2 separate regions of the Anas platyrhynchos genome follow, and region 2 is linked to region 1. A link is a contact called in public Hi-C data. All regions are on one chromosome and are shown on one strand. Each heading gives the region's core, a stretch centred on a gene start, on an enhancer-like site or on the middle of the called end of the contact. The rest is flanking DNA. Distances are from core to core; before and after follow the strand shown. Region 1 holds the start of ASRGL1 (asparaginase and isoaspartyl peptidase 1). Region 2 has its middle 14 kb from the start of TRNAE-UUC.

Region 1 (4,898 bases), core at 1,606-4,105:
CAAAGTTATTCAACATGCATAAGTTTTTGTAGAGCATGACCTGAGCATCGTAACGCTGCACTGATCACCATGAGTTCTGCCCACATACAAAGATTCAAGTTTGCAGACTTTTTGGATTAGCATTGTGTCTCTGCATGTTTACGACACTTGCTTAGTGTTGATCAGCGATGCATGCTCCCAGAATTCAGTAATAAAATACAGAACACTGCTTTCTGTTCCACATCATGTTTTTAATATTTTGAAATAGTTCATAGATAACAGACAAGTTTCTACATAAACATTTATTCAAAATATATAAAAAAGAATAATTATGAGTACATATTAAAGGAGCTACTTCTACAATATGGATTACTTTCTTCGCTGGTTCCTAAAATCAAATTTTCAGTGAGATTCTAAGGGAATTCTTTCTCTAGAAGCAGACAGGCTTGTCCTTATTAAATAGGCTCTGTGGGAAAATTGAAGGTACAATTATAGTTGCATTTTAGTCATCTGAGATGCAGGGTAAGACCCAATGATCTTTAGCTGTACTTTCTCTCTCCATACATGTTGTGATCACTTGCTCCCCAGCTTCAGCCCTCTAGCACTTACTCACCTACTGTAATACATTCCCACCTCTTTCAAGTGTATCGCATTCAGCTTACAAGCAGGAAAGCTAATCTCCACAAGGCTAAGCATGCGAACGAATTCATTTATTCTGTATATTTTTACAGGTGCTTCTCCAGCAATTAAAATATGCAAAGCTCTCTTAAGAAAATTAGCAAGGATGAAGTCAATACATCTGTTTCTGCAGTAATTATTTAAAACTAACAGTTTACATAGTCTTATAACAGATTCCTGATATAGAATACAATACATTGATTAAAAGAAACCCTAAATATTAGTTGCAAAATAAATTAAAAAAAATACTTTTCAGCAAGTTCTGTGGGGTTTTAAGGCATTTCTTTATATAGAATGTCATTAACTTCTATGGAACTTTTTCATCAGCGTACTTGCTTGCTCTGCCTAACTCATCTCTTCAATATGCAGTATTTTTCTAATTATACTAATAAACATCCTATTCCTAAAAAAGGGTTTAAAAGACCACTATCTCCCAGTGAAATAGGCGGGAAGCAGTTCAGTGCTGACTCGTAAGGAATGATGTATGAAACAATTGCCTTTACCTTACTGGCTACCCAGACATTTTTGGTGGCCCTCTCCCTCTGCTGTTCCAATGCTAATTTGGAAACTGATTGTGACTCAGTTAAAAAAATAAATAAAAATGATTTGACCACTGCAGCAAAGAAGGTGGCTAAAGAAAGCTTAGGGTAGAAAACTGATGTAAAAACAGAGTATGCCAGTTCTATCAGGTGACATACTTGCTTTGTTGAGTCATGACAATGTTAGACTAATATTAATATTTCAATTTAATGTTATTATATAAATTTTGTGTTCAGCTGTCCATGCAAGCAATTGAAATAATTCTTCTAAAGTATTTCATTCAATTAGTATCAGTTTCCTGTTTTGACACTACCTCTGAAAGCAAGATAAAATATTCTATTAAAAAAGAGGTACTCTCAAATAATTCACATTCAAAATTTAAATTCCTCTTTGTTAATCCTATCAGTGACAATGAAAAACCATCCAGTGTAGTTCCTTTTAATTACACCATGCTAATTCATTTTAAACCAACGTTCAGAATCAAAACAGATCTTCAATTGAGTGACTGCACACTGCCATAAATCCTTGTTCTTCAGCACAGTCACGTCAACTCAACTCCTTGTGTGTCCAGAGTAGGCTGCATTTACTGCTGTCTCCAGAACCTAGCGTGAAATGAAAAATAGTAGAAAAACGTGAAGAGGTGGTGAACTAAACGGAAATGGTGAAGCAAGGCAGCTGGCTGCAGTCAGGTATAGGGTTTGCATAAATTCGGAGAAATTCTTATGTTTTTTTGCCATAAAGGTAAGAAACTATGATTTTATTTTTTTTTTTCAGTTAACTTTTTCATTGCATTTTTCAAGTATTTTTCTTATTTTTATTTTCCAGGAAGAATTTTTCAAGTTCCTCTTTTTATAGCAAGCAACTATGTGTTCCATCAGCAGCCTATTATAAAAAAAAAAAAAAAAAAAAAAAGGCAAACTTATCTCCTGTCTTAGTTATCTATTTCGAATCTGAATGGATATATACAGTTTATTGTCACTTGGTCTCTTTCAGCTTGAAGACTCAGATTCCTTAGGTCTCACTACACCTTCCAGTGTCAGTTTATGTACACTATTCAGTTTGTGTTTTGGGGATGAATAATCCCAGCTTGTTTAAAAGAGCAGAAGGCAGGGCGGATGCCATGTATTGTTGGGTTTTGATTTGGAAAAGAGGTGTCATTTTTCTAATCTAACTTAAGGAGAAACCAAGCGGCAGTGAGTGATGAGGAAATTAAAGGTGGTGTAACATCTGATAGGAGAAGGTACATCACTGAGAAGAAATAAAAGCGGTTATCGTCTCATCGTGAACAAACTGGCTGGTCCTGCACTGGGCACATCAGTGTACTCCGGGACACGTCACCTGCTGGAAGAAGCCATGCTCCCTGGCTGTTCCTTCTGATTTTTGTAGAAATGTCACCTCTGCGCACCTGTGTGCAGGCATTTCTCCCACACCACACTGAGCCCTTTTCTGAGGCGGGGGTGAGGAAGGGACCGCTCATTTCCATCACCGGTGACAAACTGGGCTGTGGGGACACAAATTTACAGAGCTGGGAGCCAGAGCAACATCTCTGGCGTTTATACTCCCACATACACCCTTATTCTGCCAACACACACAGCACCACCGCCGAGCCTAAAGCCACCGGGCGCCGGGCGCGCAGGGGGCAGAGGGCGGCCGCCATCTTAGCGGCGGGCAGCCCTCAGGCGGCGGGGGGCGCCATGTCGGGGAGGGAACCGCCCGCTCGCCGCCACCGCTGCGGGCTGCGCTAGGGGACGGGACGGGACGGGACGGGACGGGGGCCACACGGGGGGGCCGAGCCCTTCCCTCGCTCTCCACAAGGGTGGGTGAGGCTGGATGGACGCGGAGGAGCCGGCTCGGGGCGTGGGGGCGGCCGGGGAGAGCCCCCGCCGGGCTCCTCCCTTGTGGGCGGCAGGAGCCGGAGCCCCGCGGAGGGCCGAGCGCGGCTGGCGGCGAAATAAAAACGCTTCCCAAGAGGGAGGCCTCGCTTACGTGGTGGGCTCCAGTGAAAAGGGAGAGTTTTCTGCCCCGTCTGGGGTTACAGGGCCCAAATAGGGTGGGCTGTGGGGGCTATGGGGTGCGGGCGGCCGGGGTAACGTCCGGAGGGTGTGCAGGTACAGTGAGGGAAAAGCAGCTGGATATCATTTTCCACAATTTATAAAAATCCAGGGCCTAGGAATCGTTTAATTGGAGGGTGCATCCCTTCCTGCCCTAGCTTTCGGCAGGAGGTGAAGCTCCGGTTCCTTTGCGCCCCAGGAGGTGTAAGCGGTGCTGTTTTCCTCGTGAGAAGTGGCAATAAAAGAGCTAACCACCAGGTCTAAACGCTTCGTTTTGCTGCCCAAAGTGCAACGTTTTGCAAGAGGTCAGAGGTTTGGCACCTGGGCAGCAGAGTTATGCTGCTAACAGGGGTCAGTGGCTTCATCTCTGGTTATATTATTGCACCTGAAGAACAGGATTACTTATCTAACGAGCAGCTTGCAGCACTGAGACACCGATGCTTGTTGCTGTATAACTTGTAAAATAATAAGATCGCCAGACAGGCTTCGTGCTGAATCATGAGATCGTAGCGTACCTTTGCTTGAAAGGGGCCTACAGAGGTCACCCAGCCCAGCTAGAAGCAGAACTGAGCTCAGGGGTGTGCCAAGTTGCTTGGGGGCTCCTCCGGTTGGAACTTGAATATCTTGTAGGAGCTCCTTTGCCTGTGTGCTCAGCTTCCTGAGAGGTAAAAGCATTGAGGTCAAACTAAGCGTATTGTAACTTTTCTGCAGGGCGCTTTCCTTGTGTAGAAGGGAACAAATGCTAAATGCTGTTCTTCCCGAAGCAGGCTGATTAAGAGCAACCTGTTGGCGCAGCTGAAAGCCTTGGAAGGAATTTGGCCTTCAGGATGAAGCCTGTCATCGTGGTGCATGGTGGAGCTGGCCGGATCTTCAAAGAACGAGAACAGGGCTGTCGTACTGGTGTTATCAGAGCTGCACTGCAAGGCTACAGCATCCTGAAACAAGGAGGCAGTGCCTTAGATGCAGTTGAGGAGGCAGTGCGATCAATGGAAGATAATCCTCATTTTAATGCAGGTAATTTTTCACGAAGTAAATTGGCATATAATCAGTGTGTACGTTCACTATTTTGTCCTGATCATTCTGAAAATACTGGTTTGCTATCCCTTTGGAGTAAATATTGGTGTCAGCAAGTAGTATTTATCAGTATAATAAAAGAGCATTCTATGTGCCACAGTTTCTTGTGAGCACACTTGGGCAGACAAGTTACTCTTTCCTGTTTTTCAGCGTTTTGTACCTGCCAATTCATTCTTGTGCTCCAGTTATCACTGTTCTGTAAATCTTAGCTCGTTGCTGTGATGTCTCTGTAGTTTTAAGACCCAGACTCTTTAATGGAATGTATGCTCGGTTAGTACTCATATTTAAGTCACTTGAACGGAACCCACAGTGATATTTAAGCCTTAATGCTTGACCTTTACGTATTGCTAAAGGAAGACAGTTTCGGTGGATTTTAGGAGTTTTTCTTTTAGTTATTGCTTGTAATTAGTGCTTTCATAAATAGTATTACAAAAGTCACACTCTGCTGGTATATGAGTCATAAATTTATACAGTAGGGGTTTACAACTGAATTTCCTAGCAATTAATGTTAATTAATGTTAATGTTAGTTAATAGTCCGTATCATATAACCTCAAATTTATTACTTAGATGCATTT
Region 2 (4,898 bases), core at 744-3,243, 62 kb after region 1:
TTCTGCAGCGGCTTCGGTGCAGCTTGTGATGCCTGCCTGGTCTGCGAGCAGCCAAGTGTCAGTAGCTGCAACCTAAAAGAGAGAACAGGGTATTTCTAGCTGGAAATGTGTGTCAGGATAGGTGAGAAAGTAGGCATCACTGCTTTTTCATCTCACCACAAGGCAGATACAGGCTCTCTAGTTATTTTGTGTGACCTCTTAGCAAACAGCCCATGTGGCCCTTGCTTTCTGGTTTGTGCTCAGTGCATAGGCTAAAACTGGGATATTGCTGAACCCCGTGTAATGCTCCAGTTCTTCAGATAAGATCCATAGATTTTCAGTGCTGGTCAAAAATATCTGCAGAAAGGAAGTGCCCGAGCTGCTCACATCCCTTTCTTCTCCCTGTAATACTTGGCAGGCTTTCACTGAGCTTGGTCAGGAAGTTAATATGGTGTGGTAGTTGGAGAGGTCACTTCCATCGAGCAATCTGAAACACTAGCTGCTTGCTCTCATCTTCAGCCAGGAAGGCCGCAGAGAGGACTGTAGGCAGTCACTTGAGTTTTATGTTTAATTTTTTTTTTCCCTTTGGTGCTTCTAAGATTTCCTGGTGTTGTAAGAACTCAGAAAAGCAAACTAAGCTTTCCTCCACTGGATGGCTGGGGCTAGAAGGGATTTGCTGTGAATCGCTTGTTCTGAGAAGCAGCCCACTAAGCTTTTGCACCAGGGCGAAGCTGAGCTATGGAGGTGAGTGGCACCAGTCCAGGTTAACACCGTGATTCCCGGCCCTGACTAGGGCAACAGGATGCAATTTAGCAGCCCCTATGCAGGAGGAGGCATGGAAATTTTTAAAAATATTTCCATCGCCAGGCTATTAACTTATGAAAAATCTTATGCCGGGGCCTGTCTCTGCCCTTATCTTCTACTGCTGACCCTCGAGTTTCTTCCTTTCAGCTGCTCAGATGCACCCTGAAGGCCTGTGCTGCCTGAGAGGCAGCTGGGGCTGCCACAGGCATCAGCTGCGTCACAGCACTGGGGGAGAGGGAGAAATAACAGCAACCATGATGTGTATTTCTCATACACCTCCTTGCCTCCTATTGTAAATTGACCTTATGATGTTACAAGTTCGAATCGTAGGCAAAATGCATGCTGAGAGCAGCCTTCTGCTCCTTCCCTGGGTTAGTAGCAAAGAGACTGCAAACACTTCAATTACCAAGTGGACTGACTGGGTTTTCCAAAAGTTATAATTCTCATGAACTCTGTGAAGCTAGGAGTTTATATTTATATATCCTACTCCCGGATTATAGTTGTCTGTATTTATTTGTATAAGCATGGGGTACAGCGTGTACTATTTGATGTACTATTTTTGATGCTCGCTGTATTGTTCCACTTCCTTCAAATAAATAAAATTAAAAATAGGCTAATATTTCACAGCACGTTGAGTGGTGAAAGGTCGATGCTAATTAAGTATCATTGTCAAAGTGCGTGTATGGAGACCTACAGGTGACACCGAATCTTTGTCAAATAAATACTTCAGCTATACCCCGTCTTCAGTTTGCCCAAACTTAGCAAAAATATTGTTTCAGCGTTAAAAAAAAAAAAAAAAAAATGAAATTCCCAAACCGCAGTGATAAAGCATTCCTTTATTTTATACTGGCACTACTTGGGCCTTGCATTTGTCTGTGTGTAAGGCAGCAAGAGGAGGAGAGGTGGGATGGAAATAGAGAACTGTTGCTAAATTGGTACCTTTCAGTTCCTTTGTTCAGCATAAGATTTACTTTAACCACAGTAAAATAGATGTGGTTTTTAAAGAAGCCGCTGTTTGAAATGACTAAAAATGCATCAACATTTGACTAATGTGCAATTTACTGCTTTTTCATGGAAATTTTTTTCTCTTTTGCTTCAAACTTTTTTGTTGCACAGTATCAGAAACTCTATCGGTGGCAGTGCCGTTTGTGTAAACACCGTCCGCGGGCTGGCTCCAGGGCTGTGTTTGTTCAGAGAGCTAGCCGGGAGACTCCCTTCCAACAGAGGAAATGGGCTGATGCGTACGAGCTCTCGCTTGGGATTGTTCACATCCCCAGAAGCTGTATCCTCTGCAGGAAAAAAACGGGCTTGGACCCGTGCCACGGCGTGGCCGCGATGTTAATGAGTGGGAGAAGCCATGTGTTCGTCGCCTGCCGCAGCAGCAAGCTGCTGATTCGGGGAAGGGGTGAGGAAACAAAAAGTAGGCTTGGATGAGATAGAAATGTGGCACTTAATCCTCTTCTAACTGCATGCAGCGTGCCCAGTGTTGTGTTGCAGGCGGTGGGGTGAGGGACGCGGAGCTATTGAGCGTACCTGAAATCTATGCGGCGGGAAGACCCAGATCAAATGGGATCTGGATCCAAGCCTCGTTGCAAGCACGTTGTCGTTGCCAAACAGAAACCTCAGCTGGGTTTCTGAAGCCCTGCTTGTTTTCATCTCGCAGCAACTGTTGTTTAATACAGATGAGCAACTTGATCTTCTTGGGTTGCTCACATACCATAGTGATGAGCCTCACCGAAATACTAATAAAGTTTTAAACCTACAGCCTGCTTAGGAGAATATAAAATAAGTCCAGGTGAGTTTTGCTACCATCCTTCTCTTAAAGTAGGGAGTTGAAATCCTTTTCTCAGTATGCCTATTGCTGCTCTTAACTTTCATTGGTCTTACTAGTTTGGCAGCCCAGGCCTAAAACGAGAGTTGCTTTTACTGCCAAGCTGAATGATTTCATAAGCAGTCAGCTTGGTGTTAAACGTGACCATCCCTGGGAGGATTTTGGGCGCAGGGTGGTCTCTGCGAGCTCCCTGTTGTGGCCATGGGTGGCAGCGGCAGGGTGGTGGCCGTGGGCCCGGTGCTCCAGGGGTGCCAGAGGCCTCTCGCACCAGGGCTGTGAAGGGAGGCTCTGGAGCTCTACCTCGCACTTCTGTTCAGATGCAGGGTTGAGGAAAAGCACAAATGCAGCTCAATAGAAACTAACATGGGGGGTAGAGGCTGGCATCGTGTGGTGCCTGGAGGTGGAGGGGGAAAGATGGGCGTGGACCATGACAGGCCTAGACCGTGGCGGTAGCTGCTGTTTGGTTCAGTGAGAAGGGGTAGCTGTAAGAGGATATAAAGGACACTTCTCAGTGATTTCTCAGGCTGTTTTTACTGGCAGGAGCTTTCTGAATGTGTAACAGTCACAGCAAGACTTTTGCCTTTCCTGAATTTAGAGAGTATTGCGTAAAAGTGAATCTGGAAGAGGAAGAGACCCTGGATGAGACAAATGTCAGGAGCAGCTGAGAGGGCTGCAATTGAGCTTTTGATCGTAAGGAATCTGCAAGACTGGGTGGTTGGCTGGGTCTGTAGAGTTTCTGTATTGATGAGGTGTTTGAGTTGGCAGCCCTGCTTTTCTTGAGCAGTGATGGAGAGGTGAAGAAAGATTTCATATGTACAGAGGGACAGATTTGGAGTAGAGGTGCTTCTCTGGACCGTGTTCACAAAGGTGGCATTTTTTTTCTTTAATCGCAAAGTAGATTACCCAAAGACTAGATGTCCAGATGGCCTTTTCAGGATCTCCACTTTAAAAACAAGTGGAAGGCCTTCTGATAGGGAAGAAGGAGAAGACTGTATATGTATAAAGCAGGCTAGGTCTGGGCTATCAAAGAAAGGATGATTGACAGCTCAAAATGCGTAGGGATGGAATAGTGCAAATATCTCTGCCCTTGGCAAGAACACTACAAACTGAGCTAACCGAAAGATCTAGGATGGAAATAGAAAAGTGGAACTTGAGGCAACTACTGTGCTCAGAGATTAAATGAAAATCCGGGAAGTGAATGAAGAGGTGAGGAGACTGAAGGATTTAGAGCGTAGGAAAAACATCCGAAGCATAGGAATTCCCTAATACTGGTAAATGCGTACTTGGCTCTAAAACTTGCTTGTGAATCCTTAAAAAAGGGATATAATGAAAACAAAATCTATTTTAGCATGGCTACAGTAACCGTAAGTGTTAATAATAAGAACAGTTTTTGCTGTTCTTATTCAACAAAATTCAGAGCAAAATTCAACATTTACTCTGTGAATTTTTGTAGCAGTCTTGTAGGGTCAGTTCTTCTTTCCCCTGTTGGTGTAAGTCTCTCAAGCGTTGTGCCAAACCTCAGCTCTGGTTTTTATGAATCTACTTGGCCACATAAAAATGACAAAATTTCAGATTGGCAATCTCTCCTCTCAAAAGCATCTTTATCTTGAACTTTTTTTTTGGTAGAGGGGAAAAAAAATGCATCCATCATACTCCATCTGCTCTGTCATGCAAATACTGCCTTGTCACTACTGAAAGGCCAGCCTGTCTCAAAGCCTCACAGATTGAATGCCATTTGCTGCAGTTCATTCAATAGCAGAGCTAGCTGCCTGTGGGTGTAGAGAAATTGAGTTAGAGGCTAGCTGAGCATGCTTTAGGTACTGTAGAGGGCAGCGCCTTTGCTCAAAAGAGAACATTTCATTTAAAGATAAATCTGTAAACGTTTAAGAAATGAAGTTGCACCAAATAGTAACTGTACGTTTCTCTCTACCCAAATTTTGCTGCTGATGTGACATCTTAAGTAATTTTTAAGTGCAGCTTTGCAGTTTTGCTGTTACCCAAGCTGAAAATCCTTTTTATCTTCTTTTAAGAGTTCGGGTTTTAAAAGACGTTAGATCTTCTGGGGAAAAGGGCCAGCTCTTCTGTTTTTCTGGCATAGTGTGAAGGCTGGCTGTTGAGTCATGTACTCTTGGTGCTGGTAATGTTCTTGATATTTCCTGAAGAAAAAGTGGCTGGAACAGCATTTGTCACCTGAGCATATCAGAGTGGGAATGGGCTCAGTGTAAAACTGAGGCATTTTTGTTTGTTTTTTTTTTTTTCAGTTTTGATTGGGGGGGATGTCTTG

Evidence for each region. A called contact is a pair of places that touch in the nucleus more often than the background predicts.
Region 2: a Hi-C map of subcutaneous adipose tissue shows a contact between it and region 1, with 2.2 times the contacts expected there. The contact joins the enhancer-like site here to the promoter of ASRGL1 in region 1. A contact is called at or near these places in 3 of 8 Hi-C or Micro-C datasets (liver, skeletal muscle and subcutaneous adipose tissue).

Annotation. Positions count from the first base shown.
Region 1 is chr3:89,581,121-89,586,018 of IASCAAS_PekinDuck_T2T, forward strand. ASRGL1 (asparaginase and isoaspartyl peptidase 1) reads left to right here and starts at 2,856. Exons shown (of 7, transcript XM_027455017.3): 1 at 2,856-3,013; 2 at 4,016-4,262. The coding sequence starts at 4,076.
Region 2 is chr3:89,643,553-89,648,450 of IASCAAS_PekinDuck_T2T, forward strand. No RefSeq gene overlaps it. Among named protein-coding and RNA genes, the nearest start is that of TRNAE-UUC, 14 kb to the right of the region's middle. Within about 2 kb of position 1,994, at least 1 of the 8 cell types and tissues checked has an H3K27ac peak or open chromatin away from gene starts, as enhancers often do. A contact at or near this core is called in subcutaneous adipose tissue, where this site is marked.